Linked DNA regions of Pan troglodytes: region 2 is linked to region 1. The links are chromatin contacts, called in public Hi-C maps. All regions are on one chromosome and are shown on one strand. The core of a region is the stretch at or near the end of the contact, and the rest is flanking DNA. Distances in the headings are between cores, read along the strand shown. Region 1 holds the start of TRIB2 (tribbles pseudokinase 2). Region 2 has its middle 190 kb from the start of LPIN1.

Evidence for each region. Hi-C and Micro-C count contacts between places; a contact is called where the count stands out from the background.
Region 2: a Hi-C map of stem cell-derived neural progenitor cells shows a contact between it and region 1, with 6 times the contacts expected there. The contact joins the enhancer-like site here to the promoter of TRIB2 in region 1. A contact is called at or near these places in 1 of 7 Hi-C or Micro-C datasets (stem cell-derived neural progenitor cells) and 1 of 1 datasets of contacts at active chromatin or transcription factors (stem cell-derived excitatory neurons).

The regions. Positions count from the first base shown.
Region 1 is chr12:110,154,997-110,162,705 of NHGRI_mPanTro3-v2.0_pri, reverse strand. It overlaps TRIB2 (tribbles pseudokinase 2), which reads left to right and starts at 3,202. Exons shown (of 5, transcript XM_063789287.1): 1 at 3,202-3,291; 2 at 3,538-3,971; 3 at 4,609-4,864.
Region 2 is chr12:111,006,626-111,014,334 of NHGRI_mPanTro3-v2.0_pri, reverse strand. No RefSeq gene overlaps it. Among named protein-coding and RNA genes, the nearest start is that of LPIN1, 190 kb to the left of the region's middle. Within about 2 kb of position 3,029, at least 8 of the 24 cell types and tissues checked have an H3K27ac peak or open chromatin away from gene starts, as enhancers often do. A contact at or near this core is called in stem cell-derived neural progenitor cells, where this site is marked.

The sequences.
Region 1 (7,709 bases), core at 1,953-4,452:
TTTTTTTGAGATGGAGTCTTGCTCTGTTGCCAGGCTGGAGTGCAGTGGCGTGATCTCGGCTCACTGCAACCTCCACCTCCTAAGTTCAAGCAATTCTCCAGCCTCAGCCTCCCAAGTAGCTGGGACTATAGGCATGTGCCACCATGCCCAGCTAATTTTTGTATTTTTAGTAGTGACGCGGTTTCACAATGTTGGCCAGGATGGTCTCGATCTCTTGACCTCGTGATCGGCTCGCTTTGGCCTCCCAAAGTGCTGGGATTACAGGTGTGAGCCACCACACCCGGCCTTGAGTTTTTATTATAGGCAAGACATTGTGCCAGATGCTTTATACACATCTTCCATAATTGCTATACATTAAGACAAAATTTCTATTGTAATTTCACTTTATAGATTAAAATATTCCAAACTTGACCAAAGTCATATGGCTAAAAAGTGAATGAATAAAGATCCCCACCCAGATCTTCCTACTACATGCTTTTTTCTTTTCCAATTTGCTAAGAATTACCGAGTTAACAGACATAACAAATATTTAAGGCACTTGATACAAATTATCTAATTTATCCTGCACTGCAATAGCTCCGTGAATTTAATCAACAAACATAGCACTAAGCCATGAATTTGGCCTTCAAGGACAGGCAGGAGAATGGCCACTGTGTAATTTCATCACAAGTCATAAATTCACTATTAATCCTGTACAGCATCACTAGAGGTTTATACTATTTCTGCTCTCTCTTTCCTTGGAAGCCCAGTAGTATCTACTCCCTGTGATCTGCAGCAGGATCTAAATCCCACATGTCACTTCCCAATGTCAGCCGTGCTTCGCCATCTCCTCTACTAGGAAGACCACTGTTGCTAGTTGTGTCTATCAACCCCTTCCCGATCTAATCCCAGTCAGTCCACTTTGCCAGCCACATGCCTGGCCACTGCTCCCAGCTGCCACTGCTAGAACATAGTGCATTACTAGAAATTTCAGAACATCCCACTCCCTTGCTTTTCCACATTCCTTCCCTCTGCCTGAAATGCCAACAACAATCTCTTATTCATTTTATTTTATGACTCATAGGGCTATTTCAAGGTCCATGAAGACAGGAAATATATTTTTTAAATCATTGTATCTTCATATCCAGTGTCTGGCACATAGTAGGTTTCAATAAATATTTGCTCTGGATTAGTTCAAGGTAATAAAAATCACATTTTCTGGGAAAACTCCCTGAGGTTCAGGAAAAGTCATTCCCTCCTCCATGCTCCCTTGAGGCCTTGATATTCTAATTGCCACATTGTTACACAATGACATTATTTGTTTCCCAGTCTTTCTGCCGGGCTAGACCCTGCGCTCTTGGGTGGCAGAGACCAGATCTTACTCATATTGGATCCCTAACACTCAGCACAGAGCCCGGCTTATAGTAAGCCTTCATAGATTTCCTGGAATTGAAAATATAATTCTAAAGCAACCACAGGAGGTGAGCAGGGCGGGTATTATGCTTCTCATCTTACAGATGAAGAAACAGGGACCTAGGGAGAAAAAACAAGGTCTTCACCCAATTTCCATTTGAAATCAGAGACCCAGCCAGGGCTAGCACACAGGTGTCCCAACCCCTAATTATTACAAAGCTCTCTTGGCCACTGCATAGAGGAGGCTAGGCACCTCTCTTTCTGACTCAACAGCAGGGGTTGCTTCGAGACTGTTCCTAACACAGGCCAAGTGTCTTCCTGGGGTAAGACTGGATTAGGGGACCCTGCTCGGTCAGTGGTCCTGGTGATCGCCTAGAGAAATAGATCTATTCTGCTGGGATCTGGGATTGAATCCTAGGCAGATTTGTGGGGAGTAGGATGGTGAGAGGTGCTGGAAGGCACGGGTCCACTTCTTAACCTTCCTTTTAACTCTGTGCTGCAGGGTGGAAGCTTTATAGTCAATGTCCTCTCCATCTCTGGCCACATTCCCAGGACTCCTGATCATTAGAGTGACTGTTGTCCCAAGTGGACATAATTATAAATAGCTCCCTTCTTTTACTGAAAGTGTCCTACAGTGGACAATAATTTAGTCCCCTCCTCCAGTGGAAAATATACTACGCGCATGCAAAAGCTCAGAGGGCTCCAGGAGTCGTCCCAACTCCCCTTTCTCAGTTCCTTGGGATTTTTTTTTTTTTAAGTTTGTCCTCTACTAGATCGCTTCTCATTCACCAGGATATCTTAGATCAAGGCTGGCGTTTGAAGCCTCTGCCTGAGTTCAAGCCCCTTTCTTCCTGTGTTCCTGTCCAAGCCCGCGGACTGGAATCTCCCAAGGAAGTTAGGAATAATTCGGGGGGGTGGCGAAATGGGGGGTGGAGTGGGGCGTGAAACTGCAGCCTTCACCTGGCTAACAGAAGAGGACTCAGGACGCCCAGCACCCTGGATAGGACCCAACAGCGCTCCCTGGAGGTGTGGGTGCAAAGTTTTGTCTAGCTTGGCCTCCAAGGCCCTCCAGGCAATGCACTGGGAAGGGAAGAATTAGTGATTAAATTTGACCTGAGTCAAAAGATGCCTTCAGTTCCTCTTCTGCTGAAAACACTAGAAATACAAGCCCAGGATGTGGGGATCGGGGGCAAGCGGTGACACCAACTAAAAGGAAGCAATGGATTTCCTTTTAAATAGAGAGGAGGGTGTCGGAGAGATACCATGAAACGAATTCTCGAAACTCCAGGCAGCAATACCGATGCAAGCGCATTCTTCCAAAACAGAGCTCCTCATTCAGGGCCACATCTGAGCCTGGGGGCCCAATGCTCAGAGCGTGCCTGGCTTTCTGGGGAAAAGCGCCAGGAACATGAACGAGCTACGAAGAGCTGGAGCGGGCGCTGCGGGAGCAGCGTGTGGGGAACGGCTCGGGAGTCGCTGCTGGTAACCCCGGCCCAGCCGCCCGCAGCTGGGCTCGCAGCCGACACCCAGCGTGCTGCGCCCGGGGCCCCGGGCCGCGGAAGGATATTTCACTTTGTTTACCTCCCCGGCCGGGCGAGGGAGCTCCGAGGCCGGTGCTGGCGCCCCCGACACGGAGCTGCAATGGCAGCGGCGCGGGGAGCCGCCCGAGGACTGGCAGCGGCGGGGCTGATTGATGGGCGCCCGGCGCAATGAGGGGGGCCCGGGCGGGGGCGGGGCGGGGCCGGCTCTGGGCTGAGCCAGTCGCGGGGGCGGCGGGGGGGGGGGCGGAGGCTCCGTGGAAATGTGTCGGTGACATTGAATGGGGAGACCGAGCGCGAGCGAGGCGCGCGCGCGCACACGCGCACTCACGGCCCCGCTCGCTCCGAGATCCCCGGCCACGTAAGTAACTATTAATACCGCCTCGCCGGGGGATGCGGGCGTGCTGAGCGCGGGGATTGGCCTCGGGCACCGTCGGCCGTCCCCTTTAATTTTTAAATACACGGTCCCCTCTTTTCTCTGGGGGGGGGCGGGCAAGCAAGAAATCAAAGAAGGAGGAGACAAGCCGTCAATTTTCTCCAAAACAAACCCCACCGGGCAATTTGGTCTCGGGGTAGGGGGAGACGGGGTGATTGCAAATTATTCCAGGACGAGATCCAGTTCTCCAGCGGGAAAGGGGCAAAGGAACGCCGCGCGTTGGAAGGGCCAGGGACGCAGCTCCCCTTGCAGCGCCCGCAGGACCCCCGCAAGCTCGTGCCGGCGAAATCGGAGACCGCCGATCTGTCCTCGTTCTCTCCTGCACGTCTGGCTGCATTCGGAGGAAGACCTGGGGCGCGAGCGAGCGGCGACAGCATGAGCCTGTGCTGACCTCCGCGCGGCGGGCCGAGCCCAGGGCTTTGTCGCGGTACCTGCGCCCAGCCCGCGCCGCAACTCTGTGCCCAGCTTTTGCAATCTTTTGTTGGCAGCGCTGACCGCACCAAGTTAAATGCTCCCTTGCAATTTTTCTTTTTTTTGTTTGTTTGTTTAATTTTTGGAGAGCTCGCGATCTTGGAAAAGCCTCAGACGCCATCTACAGTTAAAACGTAGGTAACTGCCCTCTCCCGCACCCCCCCCTTACACGCCCCCCACCCTTTCCACCAAAAAAAGGGGGTGCAGCGCGGATTCTGGCTGCCGTGCGTCGCCAGCCGGTAGACCCGTGCTTGTTTCCTTTCTCTTTTTGTTTGGCTTCTAACGCGTTGGGACTGAGTCGCCGCCGTGAGCGCCCCGAAGACTGCACAAACTACCGCGGGCTCCTCCGCCCCGTCTGCGATTCGGAAGCCGGCCTGGGGGTCGCGTCGGGAGCCCTGGCGCTGCAGCTCCGCACCTTAGCAGCCAGGGTACTCATCCAGATCCACGCCGGGGACACACACACAGAGTAACTAAAAGTGCGGCGATTCTGCACATCGCCGACTGCTTTGGGGTAACAAAAAGACCCGAGTTGCCTGCCGACCGAGGACCCCCGGGAGCCGGGCTCGGAGCAGACGAGGTATCCAGCGGCGCCCATTTGGGGGCTTCTAACTCTTTCTCCACGCAGCCCCTCTTCTGTCCCCTCCCCTCTCGCTCCCTTTTAAAATCAGTGGCACCGAGGCGCCTGCAGCCGCACTCGCCAGCGACTCATCTCTCCAGCGGGTTTTTTTTTTGTTTGTCGTGTGCGATCCTCACACTCATGAACATACACAGGTCTACCCCCATCACAATAGCGAGATATGGGAGATCGCGGAACAAAACCCAGGATTTCGAAGAGTTGTCGTCTATAAGGTCCGCGGAGCCCAGCCAGAGTTTCAGCCCGAACCTCGGCTCCCCGAGCCCGCCCGAGACTCCGAACTTGTCGCATTGCGTTTCTTGTATCGGGAAATACTTATTGTTGGAACCTCTGGAGGGAGACCACGTTTTTCGTGCCGTGCATCTGCACAGCGGAGAGGAGCTGGTGTGCAAGGTAAAGGGCCAGTGGGTTGCTTTTTGTCTTTGGAAGGGGCCCGAGGGAGCGGGAGGGCGCCAGGCCCTCGAGTCTGGGAGAGGGAGATTCGCGGGATAATTATCGTGGCCTTATTAAATGGGTTTATTTATTTATTTGCTCAGGTTCGGTAAGTTGCGAAGTTTTTAGACCGTTTCAGACAATGGGGCGGGCTGCAGTGGGGGCGTTTCGGGGAGAGCCCGGGGAGGGGAGGGCGGCGGGACTGCGCGGGGGCCACGGACACGCGTGCACCGAAGGCTCCAGGAGCTCTCTGCGCGAGGCCGGGTCCCGCTGCCCGGGGGGGATTTCTTCCTGTGTCTAGCCCCCTCCCCTTCCAACAAGGATTAGGGAATCCCCCGGTAATTTTAAGACTGATGACTTCGTTCTTTTCGCAGCCATTGTTCTTAGCAGCGGGCAGGTGTTAAACCTTTGTTCCGAAGGTACCCTTTAAAACAGACACACAAAGGTGCCCCCTTCGGCTGAGCCCAGGGGCCCAGCGCAGGGAAGGAGTTTACAAAGACCTTTCTTCTGCCTGGAGCCTTGAAAGGAGGGTTGGGGTGGAAATCAAAGCCTGAGCACTTTCTGGTGAATAGTGAATGCTTTGGGTCTTTCTCTCTGGTCTTGGTCTCTCTCCCCATCTCTAGACTTCCCTGTCTGCTCATCCCCTCTCTTCCGTGCCCCCCTGAACACACACCTTTGCCTGTAAGGTTAAGAGGCTCCCGTTTGGAGCCCTAGGGATCCGCAGTGGTAATACCACTGCGATGGACACTTCGGTTTCCTTTTTTGTCTTTAACCCTGAACAGTGACTGGTTTATGTATATGTGTGTCTGTGTATCTTTGTGTGCACCCACCGGGCCCCAGACAAGTGGATGAGGGGCGAAATAGTTGCAAAAAAGAAAATAACTATAATAGAGCATACTACTACCCAGAATTGGACCTAGATCAAGGAATCTTTGTCACTTAATTTTAGATTTGCTGACTGTTTTTTTTTTTTTTTTTTTTTTTTGAGGGGGTAAGGGGAGAGTGGGGGACCCATTCTGCCTTTGAAATGGTCACTGGGCACGGTTGTGCTGCAAATAACACATCGCGCTTTTGCCATTCACCACAGACTACTTTGTGGACTTGCCTTATTTCCTAGTGGACTGGAGTATTTCATTGCAAAATTTGGGTTTAGTGGAGATCTCCAGTCAGTTTTGCGATTGTTCAGTTCAGCCCTTAGGGGGAAATCGGAGACTCTTTAAATGTTGCCCTTTGCTTGTACTGAGCATTTGGTATTTTGCATCTTCTCTAAGTTATTGAGACCCAGAGCAACTGTGCCCGGTTAACCAAAATTCAGTAGCTGGATTGAATTCTCAGAAGTCTGCAAGGTTGCACAATAGGATAGTCATCCTTTGAAATGAATGAATTCCACAGAACTGCCACTCTTGTATGAAATATGCACAATCACCCAGCAGTGAATATTTTCATTCCTTTTGCTCAACTTCAGTACAGCATTTTAATATTTTTCAAAGGCTGGAGATGCTTTTAAGTATAGGGATTCTGCAGCCAAATTCTGCAGGGGCATCTGGCTGTTACTTCTTTGTTTAAAATCAGAGGTGACTCTGGCCTCTGCTCATTCTTTCTCCAGATTTTGCAAGACATATTTCACTTTGGGCTGACCTTACAGTGTCATTTGCAGACTTGTGCTCTGGCCTCAAATTGGACTTAATCTGCTGGTTTAGTTATTGCAAAGATTGAATCAGCCCCTCACCAATTACAGTGTGGCTGCAAGTGGATTTAAGTGCAGTATCATTGTTCTGCTTGACAGAGGTCATCCCTTTAAGACACAGCAGCTTCTGTTTTCCTGCCTTTTTACCATAGATGATGTGGGTGACTTCTTATGCAAGCATAGTTGTGTATCTCCTAAGAAGCTCCAAGAGAGTTTTATAAGGCTGCTTCTCTGAACTGCCCTGAGAGATATATATGCTGTGGTCTCTTAGCTTACTTTAAGGCTCAGTGAAATCTACACATTGAATCCAGTTCCTTTTGATGTCTTAGAATAGAAGGTTCATGTTTCCTAGCTGTGTGTTGACCAATGAAAAAATTCTTTGCAAAAACAGATCAAATGTAAAGATGCTATTTATTATAGGGGACTGCGTAGAGAATTCCATAGGACACTATTTGGAAGAATAGAGATTCCAGAGTCATTTAAACAAAATAATCAAGGCTGCTTATTGTCTCCATGTGCCTACTTTTGCTAGATGAATGAAGGCGCTTTAAGGAGTCTTTAACTGTATGTTTTCATGGAGATACTGGTAGCTACTGTGCAGATTGACATAATTACTATCTTGGCGGAATGGGTACTTTTTTTTTGCAAATGTTATTAATGATGGCCTAATCTTACTGCCTTATCTGAACTGTCACATTACATAACCAAGGCTCCAAATTAGACATGTAAAGAAGCTGGCACCAGGCTTGTGGCTTGATTTTGCACGTGAAGATGATGGTTTAAATACCAGTCCAAGCCCCTAAATGCCCCTGATAGCTACTAATAAAAGTTTGGCTCCTTCTCGTGTGGGAAAACATAAGTACTTATTTTATTTTTCATACTCTGTCCACCATCTTGGAATTTGGTCTCTTCTACAAAAGGTATGGCTATATTTGAAGCTGCCACAAATATGTTAGTTTTTAAAAAATTCTATCTCCAGTTTTTCAGCAGTGGAGCAGGATAATAGGCTAAAAGTGCTGAGCAAAAGTCACCTTTTATGTTTTTGTAAATGCACCTGGAAACAGGAAGTAGATTATAAATAATCATAACTCTGTGAGCACTGGCGACAGAAGCTGCAAC
Region 2 (7,709 bases), core at 1,780-4,279, 850 kb before region 1:
GGTCTTGCTGTTTGGATGTGCCAGCTATTCTCTCTATAAGATCCACACTCAGCATTTTTCCTTGCCTCTATGTTCCCCAAATAAGGTGATTTTTGGCTTTTGCAATGAGTGTTTCTGAACGCTTCATGGTAATACTGTTCTGGAAGGCTGAGCAAGGGTTTGCTAGCCTGAAACTTAGTTTCACAGCCAGCAAGATGCGATCTTCTGGCTTTTCTGTCTTTGCCAAGCTCTAGTTAAATCTGGTGGCATGTCTAGTTGCAAGCTTAGTTAGTATTATGTTCCCCAGTTAAGGAGTGGGCTGTGTTGGTTCTCCCATGCTGTGCCAAGGATGGGATGGGCAGAGCCCCGCTGGAGGCAGGCCTTGCATCAACTCTCCACCGGTCCACACCTGGCCCACAGTGGGCCTGCAGCACACGTGCCTGTTGAATGAATAACAATGGGTTCCAGTTCTGCTGTCCTTTCTGCTGTTTCTCTCTCAGTAGATAGAAGTTTCTCTCAAACCCTTTTCAGAGTTGATATCATTCCCACGTGGGATGAGGAGTCGAGAAGGGGTAATTTAGAGAAAAATAACCCAAGGAAGTGAGTAGTCTCTCCTACCTGGTCTCTAGCCCCCTCAGTGTGCAGGGAGAGGCTGTGGAGTGGGCAGGGCACTGGCCTCGATGCCCTCGGAGTGAGCCCTGCTGCCCCACAGACAAGCTGAGTACCCTTGGGCACATTACTTCACCTCTCTGAGCTTGTTTCCTAATCTGTCAGGAAAGGATAACATCTACCCTGAAGCCAAGCTGTGCAGCTACAGTGGCAGAGGCATAGTAGATGCTCAGTAAATGTTGGTGTCCTTCTTCTTCCTGGAGGGATCATTCCAATCCAGAACTTAGGGGCTCGGGACAAGGCTGAAAATCTTGGATGAGTGGATTGACTACTGGTTTTTGGCTATTTTCATGTTCTCATCGAAAAATCATTCATTTAATCAATAGTCACGGTGCATGTCTCTCAGGCAGTCTGGAAGTCATCTTTTCTAGGTAAATACCAAGACAGGTCAGAGCCTGAGAACAAGAAATGAGTGTTCAATGCTGGCCTAAAAGTGTCTGGGGAGATTTGCTGGATGTTGAAACTTTCAGCTCTCAGAGCTTCTGACATGCTGCTGTTTTTTGAAGGTAATTTTTCTCGATGACTAGTTGTGCATTTCCCTCCATTAGTTAGGGGCCTCCCTTTTCCCTCCCACATTGAGAAGGGCAGTCAGTCACATCTATGGAAAGGTGCCAGGTCAGGCCAAGGGGCTGAGAGCTGCCTGGGTCCAAATCTAGAATTGCAGCGGCTGGTGATGGCCAGGTTCCCTTTCCAGTGGGCTCAATTCCTTTTCTTTTTCTTAGAGGATTTTAAGAAACTGTGTTCATTTGTTCATTTATTCATTCAATGAACTCTTACTACTTACCTCAACAGCATGCACACATGAAGACAATGCTTTAAGTGTTATTGTCAACTCCAAACATATTCCCCGGGTAGTCAGAGAAGGGAACACTAAATGGTGATGGGGTAGGGAAAGGTTTCAAAGAGTGGGGTGATGTTGGAGATAGGCCTTGACGGTTGAACGGGAGTTTGCCAGAGGGCGATATTCATCCCAGTCAGAGAGAACGGAGGAATAATGGATAATGGAGGAATTAATTGCAAAGATTCAAAGATGTTACCGATCTCAGCGTTTAGAGATGTTGATGTTTACCGTGTAACAGTTGATGACTGGTGAAGTTTTTGCCTGTGTGTAGGAGTGTTGGTGTGTAGGTATGTTTCTGTGTTTGGGGGAAGGATGTGTGTGTGTGTGTGTCGGGGGGTGGGATTAGGACGGGATGGATGGACATGTTGGTAGAATTCAGCATGAAAAAGCTTGATGTACCTGAATATCACTAGACCTTTGAGAAGAAAAGGGTCCTCCACTGAGACATGAAACAACTGGGTGGCTGGCGAAAAGCTGTCACAATAACAAAGGGTTCTTCAGAACTTCAGTGGTAGCCTGTCACCTGTCACCTTGCACCGGTTTGAGACTCTTTGAAATCTGGTGCCTGCCTATGCAGCTCCATCGTCTTTCTTCCTTCTGTGGCCCCTCCAGGACAGCTAAATGCTACGTTGAGGTCAACAAGGAGTAAAACCTACCCTAGGCTTTGAAGTAGTTTGTAATCTTGTCAGATGAAACAGGAGGCGGGGAGGATGTCACGCACTGGGCGTTTCCGGAGAGCCATCTGCAATCGCAGCCACCACTCTCGGTTTGCATTGACTTTTTCCTATTTTGTTGGGTTCAGACAGGCATAGTACAAAAACACAAGTTACCTCTCAAGCCATATTCAGCCATTCACTCAGCCAGCATTTATGTTCCAGGAACTATTCCAGCCTCTGCGAATGAGTTCAGAACAAGGAATGGTTATTCAATGGCAACCAATTCGTCCATTCTTACCCTTGGTGAAATTAATCACCTCCCTGAACCTCAGTTTCCCATCTGTAAGATGGGCATAGCAACTCTTTCCTAACCAGAAGGTACCTGTGGAAGCCTCTGGCTCAGCAGGTGAGAAGTGTGTTTGTGTTCCTCTCCCTGACGCCCTCCCTCAGTACTTGCTTCCCAAGACATTGCTTTCCTTTGTTGGGTCAGAGGTGGGGTGTCGTTCCCCTTGCCACCAGCAGATGGTGCCCAACAATCCCCTGCAGGGAACCGAGGCTGCCCGCCTCCCCCAGTCTCCCCACCATCCAGCTCCCTTCCACCCCTTCTCTGGGACGCGTCAGTCATTCCAGGTCCCAGGCAGAAAGTTACACAAAACACTTTGTGTCTGTCAGCAGATTCCTGGAAGGTCACGCTGAATGATGAATGCTCCTGGGTAGGATTGGAGGGCTCTTTTTTCTTTCTTTCTTTTTTTTTCCTTTTCTTTCTTTCTTTTTTTTTGTCTCCCATGAATTGCATCACTGGGCAGCCTCTTGGCTGTATTCAGCCGACTCCTGCGGTTTTTAGGCCTTTCCCAATTGTTCTGTGTCTGCTTCCTCTCCAGGACCCTTCTGGCCAAGGCAGGATATTCAGGGTTGGCTGTGGCCAGGGAGCTGGCCATTGTCTAGCACATTCCATACACACGCCCTGCCCAGCCCATCCTCCACTCCCAGAGCCTGGACAGACTGTGGTCCTTGGGACAGAGACCTGGTGCATTGATGTGACCCCAGGTGACAATCTCGCTGCCCTGATTTCCAGATAAGGGGAGCCTGGCCTGGCAGAGAAATGAGCCTAATTTCCAAAGTTGAATTTCCGCCAGGATCAGAGCCTTTATATATCCTGGTCTTCGGTGTCCCCCTTCTTCCTGACCACATATAGACTGCTTATGATATTTTTTAACTTTGCCAGCTCTTTACCCAAATTGAGTAGCCATTTTGCTTTTGTAGATATCCTGAGTTGGCCCCAATTTAACATCCTGACCCATCATCCTGGTGTTAGGTATTAGGACCATGGTCCTGATATTTTGCTTGAGGAAAATGAGCCATACCACTCAGAGGTGTGGCATATGTGGCATGTGAAAGCACCTTTCTCCTCCATCAGTGGCCTTACTGATGCAGGGCAGTGGGAGTGAGTGTATGTACGCAGAGCAATACAAATGAACCCTGCTCTCAAAGTCTGCGCAAAGGGGAGTGAGAAGACAGAGCAGGTGTAGTCCCTGGAGTGAGCCCTGCTGCAGAATAGATGGAAGGGGTGGGTCCAGGAACCCCGAAATGGAAGCAGCAGTGGCTCTGCTCCCCATCACCCCGAGCAATCACGTGGGGATTTGTGTCTGTCTCTGCAACTTTAGGCTCTGAGGATCTAAAGCTCTTGGTGCCCGGAGGGGAAATAATTATTAATACCATCAGGGAATACAGTAAAGAGCCCACTAAAGGTAAAGCTGCAGTTGCTGCCAGGTCATTTTGGGTTCATGTGCCAATAGATCACTGGGCAAGGAAAGGAGTTACTACCTCGGTAGGAGTAATGAACCCAGCAAGGTATGGTAGCTCATGCCTGCAATCCTAGCACTTTGGGAGGCCGAGGCGGGTGGATCACCTGAGGTCAGGAGTTTGAGACCAGCCTGGCCAACATAGTGAAACCTCGTCTCTACTAAAAAGTTAGCTGGGCGTGGTGGTGGGTACCTGTATTCCCAGCTACTCGGGAGGCTGAGGCAGGAGAATCGCTTGAACCTGGGAGATGGAGGTTGCAGTGAGCCGAGATCGTGCCATTGCATTCCAGCCTGGGTGACAGAGTAAGACTCTGTCTCAAAAAGAAAGAAAGAAACAAACAAAATAGAGTAATGAACCGTGCTCATCACGAGGAAACAGTGAGCTGCTGCTTTCATAATGCTTCACAGTGGGGGCAGGAGGAAATGTGTTGGGCATCAGGTGATCCCTTGGGCACCCCCGGCACTCCCACACTCAATTCTAAGAGGAAATGGAAGGTTCCGCAGCTATGGCCTAATAAGAACAAGAAACCCGGGGGCTAGACCCTCCCTGCACCCCGCTGCCCCAGGTGAAGATCTGGGTACCATCTCCCTCAGGAAAATCCACATAGCTCAGCAGACCTCCCAGCTGCTGGGGAGGGAAATGTTGTATCGCTGGTGGAAAAGGGAAATGGTGAGTTTCGGAGACAAACTTGGGACCCACTCAGCAGTGGAGGCGGCAGTTCATCCTAACATCCTTGCTCTTTTATGTTTCTCCAGAAATTGTGATCAACCAGAATCCAGAACACGCTGTGCTTAATGGAGTGAACTGCCTGTGAAGCGCAGGTGTGAGGGGCGGATGATAGGTGACAGTGCCGGTGCCCTCAGCGCCCTTTTACCTGACGGCTCACCCGGCCTACAGCTGCGCCCTTCCCTTTGAATCATCTTGGGTAACGGGTGCTGCTTTGGAAATGCCTGGAAGGTCATGTCCTTTCTCTGGGGATGGCTTCCAGCTGTGGTTGACTGATAGCAGGGGGCACAGAAGGCCAGACACAACTTGCCTCAGGTGGGCCGACTCTGAGGGTTTGTTTGGCCTCCACGTGGACTTCAGCTGAGCCTGTATCTTTGCTTGGCTTTTCCCACTGGCCTATTCTGCTTCCCTCTACTTAAGGGTTCTCCCAGGAGAACTCCCTTAATAAATCACTTGCACAAGGATCCCTGTCTTAGCCTTTGCTTCTAGAAAACCTGACCTAAGATAAATAGGTCGTGGGAACACGAGAGAAAGAGATACTTATTTTATCTGAGGGGTCAGAAGAGTCTTCCCAGGGCAAGTCTTGAAGCTGTGTGTAGGAGTCTGACTGTGCAAAAGGGTGTCCCAAGCAGAGGCGATGGCATAAGTAAGGTACAATCGTCGTGCCTCCTGCCTGAGAATAGCCAGCTGTTTCGTTTGGCTGGAGTGCTGAGCAAATAGGGTGGAGTGGGCTGTGAGTGGCAGGAGAAGCAGATGGGCATGACTATGTGAACATCCAGAGGAGGAGACTAGGCTTTAAGCTTAGATCTCAAATACTTCTGCATTCAATTCTTCTCTGGCTCTGTGGCAATTGACTCAGACCCCAGAGACCACCACTAAGGAAATAAGTTCCTATTAAGTTGGAATAGGAAAAACACCCTATGTCATATTCCAAGTCAATGGCAGAAGTAGGATATGTCTTAGTCCATTTGGGCTGCTGTAAAAAAGTACCATAGACAGGGTGGCTTCAACAAAAGTGCACTTCTCACAGTTCTAGAGGATGAAAGTCTGAGATCAAAGCGCCAGCACAGTTGGGTTCTGATGAGGGCCCTCTTCTGGGTTGTGGACTGCTGACTTCTCATTTTTACTCACGTGGAGAAAAGAGAGTGAATTAGTTCTCTGGCCACTTATAATGGCATGATATGGTTTGGCTGTGTCTCCACCCAAATCTTATCTTGAATTGTAGCTTTCGTAATTCCCACGTGTTGTGGGAGGGACCCGGTGGGAGATACCTGAATCGTTGGGGGAGTTTCCCCAATACTGTTCTTGTAGTGAATGAGTCTTATGAGATCTGATGGTTTTATAATGGGTTTCCCCTTTCACTTAGCTCTCATTCTCTCTTAACTGCTGCCATGTAAGACACGCTTTTCACCTTCTGCCACGATTGTGAGGCCTCCCAAGCCACGTGGAGCTGTGAGTACATTAAACCTCTTTTTCTTTATAAATTACCCTGTCTGGGGTATGACTTTACCAGCAGCATGAAAATGGGCTAATACCGTGCACTAATCCCTTTCATGAAGGTTCCACCCTCATGACCTAATTACATCCCAAAGGCTCCACTTCTAAATACTGTCACATTGGGGATTATATTTTAACATATCAATTTTGAATTAATACAACACTTAGTCCATAACAGGACATAAAACTCAAGCCCCCAAATTCTAGCCCAGGGATTTATCCTTTATTCATTGTTCATAATAAAATTCTAAAAATACTACTATCATATTTTTAACCTACTCCTAAGCTGTGGAGATGGAGATATTTTGATTCCTCTCTTCTTAAGATTTTTAAATGCTTCTTTCTTCCCAATAATTACTGACAATTAAGAGTAATTCAGATTCATGTCATATTTATTTAGCCTTACTGTGTGTCAGCTGCCTTCACGTACATTAACTCATTTGATTCTTCCAACTTCCCAGTGAAGCAAGCAGTGTTATTCCCACATTATAGATAACAGAATGGAGTCACAGGTTAAATAATGTACCCAAAGGAGAAACCCAGGATTTTTCCACTTTACTACTAGAGTACATTTTTCTTTATATAATTTAGTTCTTGTTGCGTAACAAACTGCCCCCAAAATGTTGTGAATTAAAACAACAACAATGTATTTATTTTATAATTTGTGTGTTGCCAGTTTGGGGTTGGGGTCAGCTGGGTGGTTTTCTGCTCATCTAGCTGGGCTCATTCTTGTGTCTGTGTTCAGCTGCTGGTTGGCTAGGCAGCTCTGTTAGTCAGTTTAGGGCTGGGGCAATGAGGGAACTCGGCCATATATCTGTCATCGTCCAACAGATCAGCCCAGGCTCTTTCACACAGGGGTTGGTAGGAGGATTCCAAAAGCAGCAAGTTAAGACAAGCTCCCACAGGTAAGTGCCATCAAGCCTTTGTTTGCATTACAACTGCTCGCAATCCACTGGCCAAAACAAGTCAAGAGGCCAAGCTCAGTGTGGTGTGCCACTGCCCAAGTGCCCAAGGGCATGGATATGGGGAAGTAAATAATATGTGGCAAAATTTTCTGTCTACCACATTGTTTTCAAAAAGTATTTTCTTAATTGTAAAAGTATGTTTGCGTGTATTCATGTATATAAATGTTAGTTTTGAAAATTTGGAAAATACAGAAAAATATAAAGAAGGAAAACAAATTACCTGTAACACACCAGAGACAATCACTGTTAGTGGCTTCTTTCCTTATCTGTTTTATGAGCATTTTAGTGAGTGTATGACTGTGTGTATATATGTTTCAGTAATATTTTCTTTTAAAACAGTGGTATTAGAGTCTGTCTTTTTGATTGACAATATATTTTGAACATTTCCACATGTCATTCAAATAATTCTTGAAAATATGGTACTTTTTAATACTCTATCATTTCTCCCCACCACATTTTATTTAACCCTACCCTGCCTTTTTACTTATATTTTTGTTGGTTTCATTTTTCTTTCTTTCTTTCGATTATAACAAATAACATTATAGTGAATATTCCGGAATAAAAATTTTTCTC